3 separate regions of the Mus musculus genome follow, and regions 2 and 3 are each linked to region 1. Evidence: chromatin contacts called from public Hi-C and Micro-C data. All regions are on one chromosome and are shown on one strand. The core of a region is the stretch at or near the end of the contact, and the rest is flanking DNA. Distances in the headings are between cores, read along the strand shown.

What was found. Hi-C and Micro-C count contacts between places; a contact is called where the count stands out from the background.
Region 2: a Hi-C map of the C2C12 cell line shows a contact between it and region 1, with 2.0 times the contacts expected there. The contact joins two enhancer-like sites. A contact is called at or near these places in 2 of 484 Hi-C or Micro-C datasets (the C2C12 cell line and cortical neurons).
Region 3: a contact with region 1 is called in a Micro-C map of the HL-1 cell line, with 5 times the contacts expected there. The contact joins the promoter of Cpq here to the enhancer-like site in region 1. A contact is called at or near these places in 1 of 39 promoter capture datasets (liver), 2 of 484 Hi-C or Micro-C datasets (the HL-1 cell line and uterus) and 3 of 115 datasets of contacts at active chromatin or transcription factors (the SCID.adh cell line, acute myeloid leukemia and vascular smooth muscle cells).

What each region holds. Positions count from the first base shown.
Region 1 is chr15:33,463,359-33,468,482 of GRCm38.p6, forward strand. It overlaps Cpq (carboxypeptidase Q), which reads left to right. Exons shown (of 8, transcript NM_176073.4): 6 at 3,268-3,359. Among named protein-coding and RNA genes, the nearest start is that of 4930592A05Rik, 190 kb to the right of the region's middle. Within about 2 kb of position 3,138, at least 16 of the 459 cell types and tissues checked have an H3K27ac peak or open chromatin away from gene starts, as enhancers often do. A contact at or near this core is called in the C2C12 cell line, the HL-1 cell line and the SCID.adh cell line, where this site is marked.
Region 2 is chr15:33,904,754-33,909,877 of GRCm38.p6, forward strand. No RefSeq gene overlaps it. Among named protein-coding and RNA genes, the nearest start is that of Gm41290, 130 kb to the right of the region's middle. Within about 2 kb of position 2,573, at least 67 of the 459 cell types and tissues checked have an H3K27ac peak or open chromatin away from gene starts, as enhancers often do. A contact at or near this core is called in the C2C12 cell line, where this site is marked.
Region 3 is chr15:33,080,766-33,085,889 of GRCm38.p6, forward strand. It overlaps Cpq (carboxypeptidase Q), which reads left to right and starts at 2,364. Exons shown (of 8, transcript NM_176073.4): 1 at 2,364-2,557.

The DNA of each region.
Region 1 (5,124 bases), core at 1,888-4,387:
TCTTTCTTTCTTTCTTTTTTGTATGGTTTTAGGCTTTTGGGTTTTGTTTTGTTTTTTTTTTTTTTCATGATAGGGTTTTTCTGTGTAGCTCTGGCTGTCCTGGAACTCTCTTTGTAGACTACAATGATTTCACACTTACAGAGATCCACCTGCCTCTGCCTCCCACGTGCTGAAATTAATGGTGTCACCACCATACCAGTCTACATCTTTTTCTTTAAGATTTATTTATTATTATCTTATGTGTATTTGTCAATGCTTGCATGTATGTTCATACACTACATATTTCTCTGGTACCCATGGAGGAAGAAGAGGACTTCAGATCTCTTTGGAATTGGAGTTCCAGTCTATTGTGAAAAAACCCAAGTCTTCTACAAAAGTAGCAATATTCTTAGCCACATAGCCATCTCTACAATACCATCAAGTATACTTTAAAAAAAATTGGACAAAGATCTTTAGAAATCCTGATTACATCACTTTCCTTGACAACTTTGTGAAGTTTATGCCATAGTTGACTGTTATAGTTGACTATGGAGCCAGTGTTGGGTGCTTCCTCTCTTCATTGCCAATTCCTTAAAGACCTTGGAAGGATTTCCTCTCTGAGTATGTAAGTGATTCTTTTCCTCTGGGTGTGTGTGAAAAGTATGTTTTGTCCTAGACAGTTATCATGTAGCTTTACAGTTCATTATTAATGTCAATTGCATGCCTCATACATCATTCTGGCCATCGAGAGGAAGAATTATAGCACAGATCTATAATATGATCTCTACTTGTCAAACAAGCAGGCTGGGTTCCACCAACTACTGAGTAGCTACACAGCTGTGAACCATCAAAGGTGGGATTTACTAGATATGACCCCCTTTCTCACATATAAAACCTTGAAATGAGCTTGAAGAAACATTCTAGGAAGACATGTAGCTGTAAAAGTAGCTTTGAATTTTATTTGAACTGTAATTCCAGTTCTAGGGGACTTGATCCCTCTTTTAGCCTCCTCAGTTCTAGGGAACCTAATGCATACATAGGTACAAGCAGAACATCCATAACCTTACCATATTTTTAAAAATTTGAGTATAAACTAGGACCAGTAAATATGGCTCACTGGTTAAAGGCATTTTTTGCTAAGCCTGGCACCTGAGTTAGATCCCAGGACCCAAATGGTAGGAAAAAAAAACACAATTTGTCCTCTGATCTCTACATGTTGGCCCTACCATACTTGTAGCTTAAAAAAAAGAAAAGATAACTTAAACTCTAAATCTTTGCCTTTCAGAAGCTAGTAGTATTGGAGGTTTGGGTCAGAAAAATAGTGTGGTCTGGCTTCACTTTTGCAAAGATCCTTCCAGCCACAATCATCTGAGGGAAGGAGAGGGCTGCAGCAGCAAGAGAGATAGGTGGCCGAAATGGTTCAGTCAGTCGAGGCTGGAACTTTGGACCAGAGACTAATGACCTGGGCTCTATATAGACTGTAAAGAAGTGTCAGCAGTATTTCCTGAGGAGGTACTTTGCTCAGGCTTTCCCAGGAACTCAGACTGCAGGCATCTGGGACCTGGGTTTTTTCACCTAATGTTTCCATGTGAAATGATGTCACAGCTATGCTCACCTCAAGGGAAGTAGAGCTCCTTACCTCAAGATTCTTATCATCAGGCTTCTGCAAGGAGAATGTGTCAGTGCCTGGAGCGGGCAGGATGGGCTTGATGGCTCAGGAGCATTTACTGCCCAAACTGTAGCTTGTGGAAAGCTGCAGGTATGTGGATATACCTGAGATTGGTAATATGGCTGCCTCAGAGCCACTGAAAAATCCACTGCGATCATCTCTAACACTTCACCTGCAGGAAGGTGGATGAATCATTAGAATAAGATTGAAGGCCACTTTTATATTCTCTGCTTTTGCTACTTACTAGCAATTATCAGGTTAAAAGCAGGAGAAATTTTAGCCCTTGGTAGCAAAGTGGCTCACTTAAAACATTGTTTTATCATACTTTCAAAATTGAGACAAAAGTTAATAGTTAATCTGCAGTTAATGATTCCTGGAGAGTCCTGGTAACCCCCCTCCAAAAAACAAGACTCTAGGTGTGACAAGTTTACCATTAGTTAAAAACTTGAGAATTGAAGTAAAAGGATCTCAGCTTAGAGTGGTGGCTGCATCCTTGCCAAACCATTATAAGTTGTGAGGAAAAATCCTAAGTCAGTGGTTCTCAACCGTTGTGACCCCTTTGCTGGGTCAAACCACCCTTTCACAGGGTTTGCCCAAGACCATTGGAAAACAGAGGTATTTAAATTACAATTTATAACAGGACCAAAATTACAGTTATGGGTAGCAATAAAAAGAACCATATGGTTGGGGGATGCCACATCACGAAGAACTATATTAAAGGGTTGCAGCATTAGGAAGGTAGAGAACCACTATCCTAAGTATGTTCAAGCACTTCACCTGTCAAGCATCCTGTGACAGCAACTTCACACAGTGGAGGGCATTGGTGGTTGTTCCTTGTAATCATGTGACCCACTAGGAACTGTGGTTTGTTCCTACTGCTGTCCAGTCATATGAGAAAGCATCATCCTGCTGGTCTCTGGCACAAGAAAAGACAAAACCTCAGAATCCAAACGTGGTTTTCTACTAAATAGCTACATATTTGGTTACAATGTAGAAATTAGTAAGTTGAGTCTGGGACTATCTATACTCATTATTTATTGCAAATCCATGAGGTGGTTGCCATGCTGCTAGTGAAGTAATGTGAAAAAATGGCAGGCTCCTTCAATTACATTTCATTGACCTTGTCAGAATGACTCTGTTTTCCAGTACATGGCCATGACTAACCACAGACCTTGCATCAGCCTCTTAGTTATTAAGTTCCTGTGGAGAGCGTGAGAACCTTGTCCATGGATTCATGCTAAGGTGATCCCTGCTCACTGTATCCTGAAGTACTGTTAAGGGATTTGGTTCCAACTGACAGCTCTGGGAGGCTTTAAGATCTTAGGCTCCTCCTGACATTGCCTTCTAGATTAGTATAATAAATACTTCACAGAACTTGACCACACACTAGGCCCTGAAAATAACATGGGTCATAACCACTTTCACTTTTACTTTGCCCTGGAGATTATTTCTGAAGCTGTACCCTTGTGCTGTCATCTGTACCCTGAAGCAGGTGTGCATGATAACACCAGCAAGAGACGGGTGCCTCTAATTCACTCTTATCGCCACAGTGCTGATGAGGTCTCCACCACTTTAAAAACATTCAAAACAAATTGACGTGCGTTTTATTATTTTCCCAGGGCTGCGTCCAAAGAGGACTCTGCGCCTGGTGCTCTGGACTGCAGAAGAACAAGGAGGAATTGGTGCCTCCCAGTATTATGAGCTACATAAGGTAAAACTATCCAACATCTGCTGAACACTAACATTTGTAATAGCAGCATAAACCAAAAGCATTGGTTTGAATTTGGGTTTTAAAATTCTCTATAATTGTCTAAGAATTTTTAGTCCTTTGTGGCCAACTAACTGGCCAATACCCAGTCCTGTCAGCAAGAATGTTCTGGTGAGATGAAGATGCTATGTGTGGCTAATGGCCCTTCTATTGTCTGATCATACTCATGGCCCTATAAAACTCTTAGCTGAGTCTTGCCATTTTCTTAAGAGTCTTAATAGTTCTGCTGTGCTCATATATGGCAGGAAGCTAGAGAACCATTGCCTCCCCACTGAGCCAAGCTCTCTCTCTGAAGTCCTGGGATTTGAGGCCCTGATACCTGGAGTCAACAAGCAGCATCAGCTTCGTGGTGTTAGGAGGGAGTCATTCACAGATCTCTGAACTGGGAACACAGAGGACTGCCTGGTCGGATATTAAACTTAGGAGTCGGTGCTTCCTGAAGCAAGAAGGCTACTGTGGAAGACCACAATTTTCTAATCTACAAACCTTCTTCAACACTGTAGATGGGGGGTTACTTCAGAGAGCAACTTTTAAAGAGTAAAGTGTATAGGGACAGGAAACCTTGAGAACAAGTTGAACATTAGCTCAAAGAGAAGCTATTTAACTGTCCCCAGGTAAACAGGGGAAGAAAGTATGTATATGCCTGCTGTGGAGGAGGAAGAGGAGGAGGAGGAGGAGCAAACTTCTTCTTCTTTTTTTTTTTTTTTTTTTTTTTTTTGGTTTTGGTTTTTTGAGACAGGGTTTCTCTGTATAGCTCTGGCTGTCCTGGAACTCACTTTGTAGACCAGGCTGGCCTGGAACTCAGAAATCCACCTGCCTCTGCCTCCCAAGTGCTAGGATTAAAGGCGTGCCCCACCACCTCCACCACCTGGCTAGGACCAAACTTCTATTTTCAGCACCTACATACTAACTTGTAATCTCCCTGACATCCAGCCCTAAGGATCTGATGCCCTCCCCTGACTTCTATGTGTACCAGACAAGCACAAGGATCACAAACATGTGTGCAGACAAAACACCATACACATAAAATAATGTAAAAATACATAAAAGTATGAATGTACAAGCAAATCATGAGTCCCAGGAGTGGGGATAAAACAGGTTATTCACAGTTTCAGAAGTGTAAACAGTTCACAAGTAACATCACAGTGAGGTCCTTTGTCATAGAACAATAACAAGAAGTGGAACTGAAAGAGGAGCCCCTCGCTCAGGCCTCAGGACAATAGCAGACACCCAGGAACTCACGATAAACCGAGCTTGTTGCAAACCACATGAGGCTTTATTCGGGGAAAGCCAGAGCTCTGGGGACAACTCATATCCCACGCAGGGATAGAGGAGTCGACCTCGAGGGGAAAGAGGTCCCAGTGTTTATAGGCCCTCAGGGGGGAAAGGAGAAGGGGGAGAGTAGGGGATTTCCAGATCTAAACAATGTCTATTCTCAAGAAATGGGTATGGGAGGGGTACAAGGAAAGAGTCTAATGAAGGTGCAGCAATGGGCACACACCTGGTCAGAACATTGGCAGACACACAGGTTCGAGGAGTAGCCAGAGCATTGTGCACCTCTATTTTTCTAAATCAGTGAAGCTAATTCTGCTAACGCTGACATCTATCTTGCCAATTTCAGGGCTTCTGTGACCTTTTACATTTTGTCAGGATTTTTCAGAACAACCCTTCCACATCAGTCTTTACGTGACAAAAGCTTATTCGTTAC
Region 2 (5,124 bases), core at 1,323-3,822, 440 kb after region 1:
GAAACTCCCAGGAATCTACATGGGTGTTTCTAGCTAAGAATCCTAGCAATGGGGGATATGAAGCCTGAATCAGCCATTTTCTGTAACCAAACAAGACTTCCAGTGAAGGGATTGAGACACCAACCCAGCTACAAAACCTTCAGCCTACAATTTGTCCTGCCTACAAGATGTGCTTGGGTAAAGGTAGTGCAGAAATTCTGGGAATGGCCATATAATGACTGGTCCAGCCTGAGACCCACAACATGAGAAGGAGCCTATCCTGACGCTGGAGGGCCTGTAGAAGAAGTACTTTGTGCAATGTGTAGAAACAGTCACCTGTCAATAAAAAGCCTGTTGGCCTATAAGCTTAGGCAGAAAACAGAAGGTGGAACATCCAGGCGAAAGATTGGATTCTGGAAGAGAGCCAAACATGAGAGGATTCACCCCAGGGACACTAAGAAGGACAAACATATGAACCTGAGCAGAGGTAACCAGCCATGTGTCTTAACAAAGAATAAGATAAATAGGTTATTAGGTTATGAGATAGTGGCTATATGGCCTAGGTATTTGTAAATATTTTATGTCTAAGAGTCATTATTCTATAAGCTGGATGCTGGAAGGAAAAAGCATGAGTTTACAGAAAACACCTTACAAGGGTCAGGACCCAGAGGCTGGACAGCCCTAGACCTAGAATAGAACCAAACATTCAAACCAAAAAAAAAAAAAAAAAAAAAAAAGTCAATGAAATGGTTCTGCTATACTCATAGATTGGTGTCTGGCCCAATTGTCATCAGAGAGACTTCATCCAGAAAATAGTGATACAGAAGTTAGGTGGAGCTCAAGGAAGGATTGTAGGTGCCAGAGGGGTCAAAGACACCACAAGAAAAAAAAATCAGCTAATCTAAGCTCATAGTGTCTCACAGAGACTGAATCAACAACCAGGAAGCCTGAATGGGTCTGACCTAGATCTTCTGTATATATGTTACAGGTGTGTAGCTTGGTCTTTTACTGGGACTCTTTTTTATTGGATATTTTCCTTATTTACATTTCAAATGTTATCCTCTTTCCTGGTTTCTCCTCCAAAATACCCTACCCCTATCCCCTACCCTCTACCCCTGCTCACCAACCCACCCACCCCTGCTTCCTGGCCCAGGCATTCCCCAACACTGGGGCATCGAGCCTTCTTAGGACAAAGGGCCTCTCCTCCCACTGATGACCACCTAGGCCATCCTCAGCTGCATATGCAGCTGGAGCCATAAGTCCCTCTTTGGTTAGTGGATTCGTCCCTGGGAGCTGTGCGGGAACTGGCTAATTCATATTGTTGTTCCTTCTATGGGGCTGCAAACCCCTTCAGCTCCTTGGGTCCTTTCTCTAGCTCCTTCACTGGGGATCCTGTGCTCAGTCCAATGGATGGCTGTGAGCATCCACCTCTGTATGTGTGAGGCACTAGCAGAGCCTCTCAGGAGACACCTATATCAGGCTTCTGTCAGCAAGCACTTGTTGGCATCCACAACAGTGTCTGGGTTTGGTGACTGTAAATGGGATGGATCCCCAGGTAAGTCAGTCTTTAGATGGTCATTTCTTCAGTCTCCACTCAATACTTTGTCTCTGTAACTTCTTTCATGGGTGTTTTGTTCCCTGCTTCTAAGATGAATAGAAGTATCCACACTATGTTCTTCCTTCTTCTTGAGTTTCATGTGGTTTGTGAATTGTATCTTGGGTATTCTGAGCTTCTGGGCTTCTGGGCTTCTGGGCTAATATATCCACTTATCAGAGCTGTCTCTGACTCTTTTGCATGCTTTGGGCCCTTTTTGTCCTACTGGGTTGCCTTGTCCAGCCTTAATACATGGGGAGAGTCTAGTCTTACCGAAACTTAACATGACATATTTAGTTGCAATCCATAAGAGGCTTGCCCTTTTCTGAAGAGAAATGGAAAAGGAGTGGATGAAGGTAGGCAGAAGGGAGGTGACATGGATGAACTAAGAGAAGAGGGGGGAACTGTGGTGTGTGTGTGTGTGTGTGTGAACAACAATGACAAATGAAAAACCCTTGGAACAGTCCATACAAAACAAGGCACCCTGGGAGTTAGGGGGTGGATAACTCAACTAGTGGCAGAGAACAGGAAAGGGGAGAAGGTTAGAAGAGCATGTAGGAGAGAAAAAACAGCAAGTAAGAAGCAGGCTGAATCAGTAAACCACGGTCAGTTCCGTGAACAGCTGTGGGTGTGGTATGGGTTTTACATTTTTCTTTAATGATTTTTCCTTGCATTCAGCTTTCAGTATTATGTTTTCTTCCTCTACTGAGCTCAGACTTTCCATAACACACTAGTCAGTTGCATAACGTTCTTTAAAAGATTAATAATATAAATGTCCATTCTCCTTTTCAGTATTTTTGATCCCCCTGAAAGAGGGTGTCCAGCTGCAGGGAGTCCTTCATCTTTGATGCTCAGCTCTGACTCACTCCTGAGTCAGGCTCAGGCCCCACAACCTTTCCCTTGGGATTCAGAAACCAAGAAATAATCAGCTGGTAACCCAGGAGCCAACAGCAGCTGTGAGGTGGAGAGCCACATCTCCCACTCCGTGGGCTGCTTTTAGGTTAGTCATCCAGCTCAGATGCTTTGAAGGAGACATGAGAAGAATGCTGCTAATAAGAGAGGCAGGAAGTGAGGCACGGTGAGAATCCCACAGGCTTAGTTTGTTATCCTGGGAAGAGCTCACATGCCTGGAGATGGTGACTGTGCAAGCCACAGGGACAACTTAACATTCTTTAGTCTTTGGGTCAAACTGATTGCCATTTAACAGATATTTACAAAATTAGGATTAAATTCTCTACCTCATCTTCTGCTAAAAGTCAACCAGAATGCTCTAATATCAGTAACAAGAACCTAAACTCTCTCCACACATCCTATTTTCATTTACAGCCTTATGGACATCTATATTTTATTAAATGCCTCACATTCATCTTTGCATTGTGCCTTTGGTGAGTTTGTACTAGAGATATCTTCCTGTTCACCTCATCTATTCTTTTATCTAAGTTTACTCATCCATCAATATCCAATTCACACTTACCTTATTTTGTTCATCTAGTAGATGCTGATTAAGTACCAATTATAAAGAACACTGTCTAACTTTCAACCATGTCCTTAGGGCAAAGAAATGTCAGTTGTTAAATACAACCCTCAACTTTCTTTCACAAAAAAATCTCTTTGTTCTCCCAACTATAGTCTATTCCTGGGTACCAATATGTTCTAATTAAAGCCAAAATGATTTCCAGTATAATAAAGAATTTGGATGAAGCTCATCCCAATCCTAGAAGCAACCTATAGACTCTAAATTTCACAAGCAACAGTAGTGACTTTGTTACTTGGGATAGGCTCCAGGATTGTAGTTTGTAGCAGTAAAGAAACCCATGTGAGTGCTTCTATACCTTTGATGACAAGGTATTTTGGAACTGGGAATAGCCAGATGAAAGGTCATCACCTCAGTAGGGATTCGGTGTCCAGGTCTGAAGAGAGGAATGGTTAAATATTCAGTTCAGTCAGGAGTTGATCCTGTGCAACAGCATCCAGATCTGATCCTGTGCCACAGTACTACATACCCAAATACCACTGGAAAAGAGCTGGCCTCCCAAGAGTGTGGACATGCCTATGAACACAGGTAAGACCATCACTTCTGCTCTGACAGACCCGTCGGGTAGCCTTCAGGACATAGGAACCAAGGAGCAGCCTGGGACAGGATAGTTCCAGTTCCTGTCTATGGCCAGAACTGACCCTGTGCCACAGCTCTTCATATACAAATTCTTCCCAGAGAGAACTGGTCTCCTAAAAGTACAGATACAACATACAGGCTTGCAGGAGAAACAAGTCACAGTCAGAGACAGCAAGACCAGCTAGCACCAGAGATAACCAGATGGTGACAGGCAAGGACAAGAACATAAGCAACAGAAACCAAGGCTAATTGTCATCATCAGAACCCAGTTCTCCACCACAGAAAGTCCTGCATAACCAAACACACCAGAAAAATTAGACTCTGGTTTAAAATCACAATTCATGATGATGATAGAGGACTATAATAAGGACATAAATAACTCCCTTAAAGAAATACAGGAGAAGTCAGATAAACAGCAAGAAGCCCTTAAAGAGGAGACAAAAAATCCTTTAAAGAATTGCAGGAAAACATAACCAAACAGGTGAAAGAATTGAACAAAACCATCCAGGATCTAAAAATGGAAATGAAAACAGTAAAGAAATCACAAAGGGAAACAACCCTGGAGACAGAAAACACAGGAAAGAGGTCAGGAGTCATAGATGAAAGCATCACCAACAGAATACAAGAGATAAAAGTGTGGAAGATACCATAGAAAACATTGACACAATAGTCAAAGAAAATGCAAAATGCAAAAAGCTCCTAACCCAAAACATCCAGGAAATCCAGGACACAATAAGAAGGTCAAACCTAAGGATAATAGTATAGAAGAGAGTGAAGATTCCCAACTTAAAGGGCCAGTAAATATCTTCAACAAAATTATAGAAGAAAAATTACTTAGCCTAAAAAAAGAGATGCCCATAAACATAGAAGCCTACATATCTCCAAATACATTGGATCAGAAAAAAAAATTTCCTCCATCACATAATAGTCAATACACCAAATGCACAAAACAAAGAAAGAATATTAAAAGCAATAAGGGAAAAAGGTCAAGTAACATATAAAGGCAAACCTATCAGAATTACACCAGACTTCTCAACAGAGACTATGAAAGCTAGAATATCCTGGGTAGATGTCATACAGACGCTAAGAGAACACAAATGCCAGCCCAGGCTACTACACCCAACAAAACTCTCATTAACCATACATGGAAAAACCATGATATTCCATGACAAAACCAAATTTACACAATATCTTTCCACAAATCTAGTCCTACAAGAGATGATAGATGGGAAACTGAACATAAGAAGGGAAACTACACCTTGGAAAAGGCAAATAAGTAATTTTTCAAAAAACTTAAAAAAAGATAACCACACAAATACAATTCCACATCTAACAAACAAACAAAAAGATAACAGGAAGCCACAATCACTATTCATTTTTTCCCCAGACCAAATCATACTTTATTTTTCTTTTTTTTTAATTAGGTATTTTCTTCATT
Region 3 (5,124 bases), core at 1,114-3,613, 380 kb before region 1:
CAAAGAATGTGGAAGGAATTATGGGCATAACTTTCAAAAGCATCTTCAGAGTGATTTAGCTTTTCTAACTGCTGAAATTTCCAAAACTTCCCCAACCAGAACCACTAGTTGTGGACCAAGCATGCAAGACAAAAGATTTTGGCAGTGACTGTGCAGATCCACACTATAGTTGTAAGAAAAATGAGTGCATCACATGGCACATGGCTTAGTAGCGGATGTAGATGTAAGCATATAATTCCAGTGAGGTAAACCCCAGAAAAGAATGAAAGCACAGAGAAGGAGCTTCCCTTCCAGCAGCTTGCATGAGCCAAGTTCTGAGTTACTAGAGTATCTGAGTCAGAGAGAGCAGTGCTAAGAGCTATGGAGATCTACCAATGCCATTGTATCAGAAATGTAACAGTTCTAAAAGAAACAAGAATAGAATGAACACCAATGGGGAAAGATATATAGTAGATGGACATGAATAGAGTAATTAAAATCAACCATCTAAAGGGAGGGGAAAATGGTCCAGGACAATGTAAGCATAGATGGGCTCTGGAATCAAGCTATTTTAATTTACAACGTCAACCTGACCTCACAGGGTGTGTCATGACCTCTCTAGCTTTCAAATTACTCATCCGTGAAGTAGAAATAATAGTCATAATACCTAGCTCATAGGGCTGAGAAACACCCACAGATAATCCGCATAAAGTGTTAGTAAAAAGCATTCAATTAAAGTTCAAGTCTTGTCATTATTACATTGTGAGTCAATGACAGAGAACTTTTACAGCATAAGAAAAGGCTGGGAAGCATTGGGCACGGCATGAGCACGGCACTGCCATCTAAGCTATACTTAGAGAGACAGTCTATGGGCCGTCTTTACAGGTGCACGATGAGCTAAACACAGAAGTCGAGTGTAAGCAGCTAGAAGCGTCAAAAAGGTGATATTTCACTTGTTGCAAACCTGTAGGTTTGTTTTTCCACAAAACTAGAGTCTGTCATTTTATAGCTTTTCAGTTACCTTTGCTAGATTATTAATTTCATTTTACAAAATTAGCCTGTTGTAGGAGATTGGAAATAATCCAACCTATTCTTCATCAAAGATAGTTTCAGAGAAATGTAAATCATTGGGACTAGATATGACTCCCCAGGGACCATTTGTGGAAAGGCCAGCTAGGACCATGTTGAAAAGACCCTTGAATACCTCACAGAAGTGATATTTTGTGAAAGGCAACGCGACTAGTCAAAGTTTAGAGGGATTGTTATATTGTACATAGGTGAAAGGACTCAAAATGATTTTCTTTGTATATGCTTAATTTTTTCTTTCCTGTTTTTTAAGTATGTGAGTTTTCTTTTTCTTAGCATCTACCTATGTAGCCCAGGTTAGCCTGAAACTCAAAATATCCCTGCCTCTATTTTCTGTGTTTTGAGATAACACATACATGGATCAGCATGCCTAAGTTTTTCCTTGGTTTTGTGTGTGTGTATGTCTGTGTGTGTGTGTGTGTTTTAAGAGGAGAGACAGGAACTGGAAAGTATTTTACAAAGATAACTTTGATAAGAGTCTGGCTAAGTAAAGAAATTTGGACTTATCAAAACATAAAACATTAAAAACATGTGCACATGTTGCAGTTTGGACTTTATGCAGGTCCCCAAACTACTGAAGTCATGCAGTGACTTGATGTGTCAGGGTATACTGGTTCACAAGGGGGTCCTTCCTTTTCTCAGAGGAGAAGGGGGCAGAGGATAAAACAGGGGCTGTGGGAAGGGGGAGCTGAAAGCAGAGGGGCTACTGTGATCAGGATGTAAAGTGAATGAATGAATAGATAGATAGATAGATAGATAGATAGACAGATAGATAAATGGGCCAAAAATATGCGCACATGTACTACAAGAGTAGTATAGCATTGCTCTTTCCCTGATACAATGCCTAGACTGAAAATGACTTTCTGATCTCCTAGTTTTAGATCATGACCCCTGCCTTCATGATCACCTCCTTTCTTACAGTCTTTCAACTATTAAGGAAGGGAGAAAATAACCTGGTGCTTCATTTTGTTTTTGAGACAGGGTCTCATTTATTCTGTAGCCCTTGCTAAGCCTCAAAGTCCTGGGCCATCTTCCCGCATATCCATCCTCCCTAGCTACTGGGTGATTGATAACATGAACAAAATAACTGTTGAGTTGCTTTTGTTGGGAAGGAGTTTGACGGTTCCAACAAAGTCTCTTGAAGCCAGGCCTTGGGGACCCTACTTGCCTTAAGTCAGGCTCAAGGAGACCTTTCAGGGTCGGGTCCAGCCAGCCACAGTCTCAGTTAAAGCCCAGGCCTCGGGCCTGGCTGACGGTTGCACCTTTGTCTCCGCCCACCGGCCAGGGAGGGCTCCACAGCTGTCCTGGCACACAAAGAAGCCAGGCCTGCAGACTACTGGGGCTCCGGGCTGTTCCTGAGGCCTCTGGAGGCCCGCCCTGTGGCTCCAGTGCGCTCTGAGGACCTTCCTGGTCCCGCCCCCGAACGTGCCTGTGGTCTGCAGGCCTCACCGGGTGTTGTGGCCGCTGCTGCTCCGCAGAGCCTCGTGATCAGGTGAGTGCCCCCCAGGCTGTGGGTGACCAGCTGCTCCCCAGAGGCGGGAGGGTGGGCTGAGGTCAGCCGGCCTGGCTGCCAGAGAGCTTCCTGATCGGGCTGGAGTGCCCTTGCATAGGACGAGACTGCCTGCAGTTACACTGAAACCCAGAGGCAGAGACCAAAATTGCTGGTGCCTGTCTCTTCTTCAAGGTCTCTTGCACCGTCCCTGGACTGCCTAGGAGCTTCCTTCAAGGCCCTATCTGGAATTTTCCCTAGTCAACTGACTTGCAAGAGGCTTTACCAGGACGGGGTGGGAGAGCTTTGGTGGTTTCTTTCACTTTCTACCTAGTTCTGTTCTTTCATTTCTGATATGAAAGGCCCCATTTTCGAGTTGTCAGCGTCTGACTTGTCATACATAGTCGTACTCAATATCCAATAATTGACTGTGAAGTAGAACTGAATGAATGAAGTGGACAAATGCGTAGGAAATGCAGCAGAATGAGCAAAATATATGAATGGCACAGTGAATATGAAATGGAGACATCAGACACACAGGCTTTCGCCTCTGTTTTCTCAGAGTTAAGTGTTTTGCAATCTCTGTGGTTAATCAAGAGGAGTTTGATTCTTTGTAGTTGTTAGTTACTAGACTCCTGCACCTTATTATCTCCATTGGTTGGATTAAATATATTTTGCCTAAAACAAAATAACCTGAACTCTTGCTTGCTTGTGCTTTATTCTCCCCACTTTTGGTTTGAGCCAGCGTTGTTACCAAAATATATAATGTATTTACAAGGTACAAAGGTACATCTCAAAGCAGAACCATGTCGCTGACTTGTATTTAAATCCAGACACTTCTCATGAATCTAAGACTGGACAATGTCTATTTTCCTTAGACAAGGGTTGGTTTAGTTGCAGGTGAATGAAGAAAACAAAATATGTCACAGTGAGGAAAGTAATTTGTGTGCATGACACATAAAGAGTGCTTTAATACAGTTGATCACTGCTGTAGTTTTGCTTCCTAGACCCCAAGTTCCACAACCCCCCCCCCCCATAAAACCAAAATCAATGACTTTGAATTGTCACTTGATCTCTTTAGATTTTAACTTCATTATGTGTGTGTGTATGTACATGTGTGTATGGACCTGTGGTTAACACAGGTATCTTCCTCAAAGGTTTTATTCTTTAAATTTTGGAGACAGCACATCTCAGTGGACCTGGGGGTCCAGTGAATCTGCTAGATCAGTTGGCCAGTGAGCTCCAGGAATCCTCTTGTCTCCACCCTGCTAGTGCTGGGGTCACAGACATGTGCCGGTGCATATTTTTACCTACCTATTTCAAGTCTATCTGGTAGAGTAAATGTTTTGTTTAGTGAAAAAGACTGACTTTCTCAGGTTGTTTTCCCAAATAGCCAGTTGTGGGTTCATGTGTCATTCAACTATGAAATGTACAAGTTGATATTCATGGTGCTCTGACCACACACTTTTATTGTTCATTTAAACTTCTTACTTATATTACCCTACTAATCCTCACCGTAAACTTAAGAGCAAGGCAAACTTGAAACTCCTTTTGTCCTAACTATCAGAAATAGTACTTGAAAAATAGGAAGCCAAGACTCAGAACATAAGCAGATGGGATCAGGCAATGTCTGCTGTGAAAGTCTGTGTGGTATGGAAGACTGGTTTCCTTGTGTTTTCGAACATGTACAAAATTTGGATATTGTTACCATATCCAGTGAACTGTGAATGGGAGCCAGGGAGTAGGATTACTAAGGTGGATTTAGTTATTTTATTATTTTAAAAATTATTAGCCAGCATCATCAAAATGGCCAGTTGGTAAAGGCACATGCTTCCAACTCGAGGGAACTAAGTTTAATCCCAGGACCAGACACACACACTGCAAATTGTCCTCTGATTTCTACATAGTTAACACACACACAAATTGTCAGCCAGGTATGGTGACTCACAGTTATAACTGTAATGAGAATTGTTATAAGTTCAAGGACAGTCTGAGCATCCAAGTGAGATACTCTCAAACAAACAACAAAAACAACAAAAAACCTAAATAAGAATGTTTTAATTCCACTATGATTTGACACTTTCAACCTAAATGCTCACAAATCCTCATCCTTTTACTTATTTAGGGAATTTAAAGTAGGTGACATTGAGGGTTCAGTGACCAGCATTTAAGGGCACTGCACCATGAGATCTAAGCATTGTTTTTTTGTATGTGTGTGTCCTAACTTTGTGTCTTTGGTAAGAGGCTGCTTGACATCCTCCTAATGGGGAACACTGGGAATGTAAAATGGACTTCCAGGACCCTTATAATTAATTGATGAGAGCAAAAAAGGTAGCCTATAAAATAAGTGGAAATTATTTTGTTTTCTTTTGCCTGCCAGGTTTAGTCTCAGGGAAGGCAGAAACCAATGGTTGGTGCCTAGAAAGCCGAGAGTCCTTGCCAATTTTATTTATCTCAGGAGGCTGGAGCTTTTTGTCCTGAGGCTGGTGAGATGGAATAGACTTTCCTATTGCTCACAATATTATGGAAAAAAATTAAAGCAGGAACTTTTATTACTTGCCCTGGGGCTG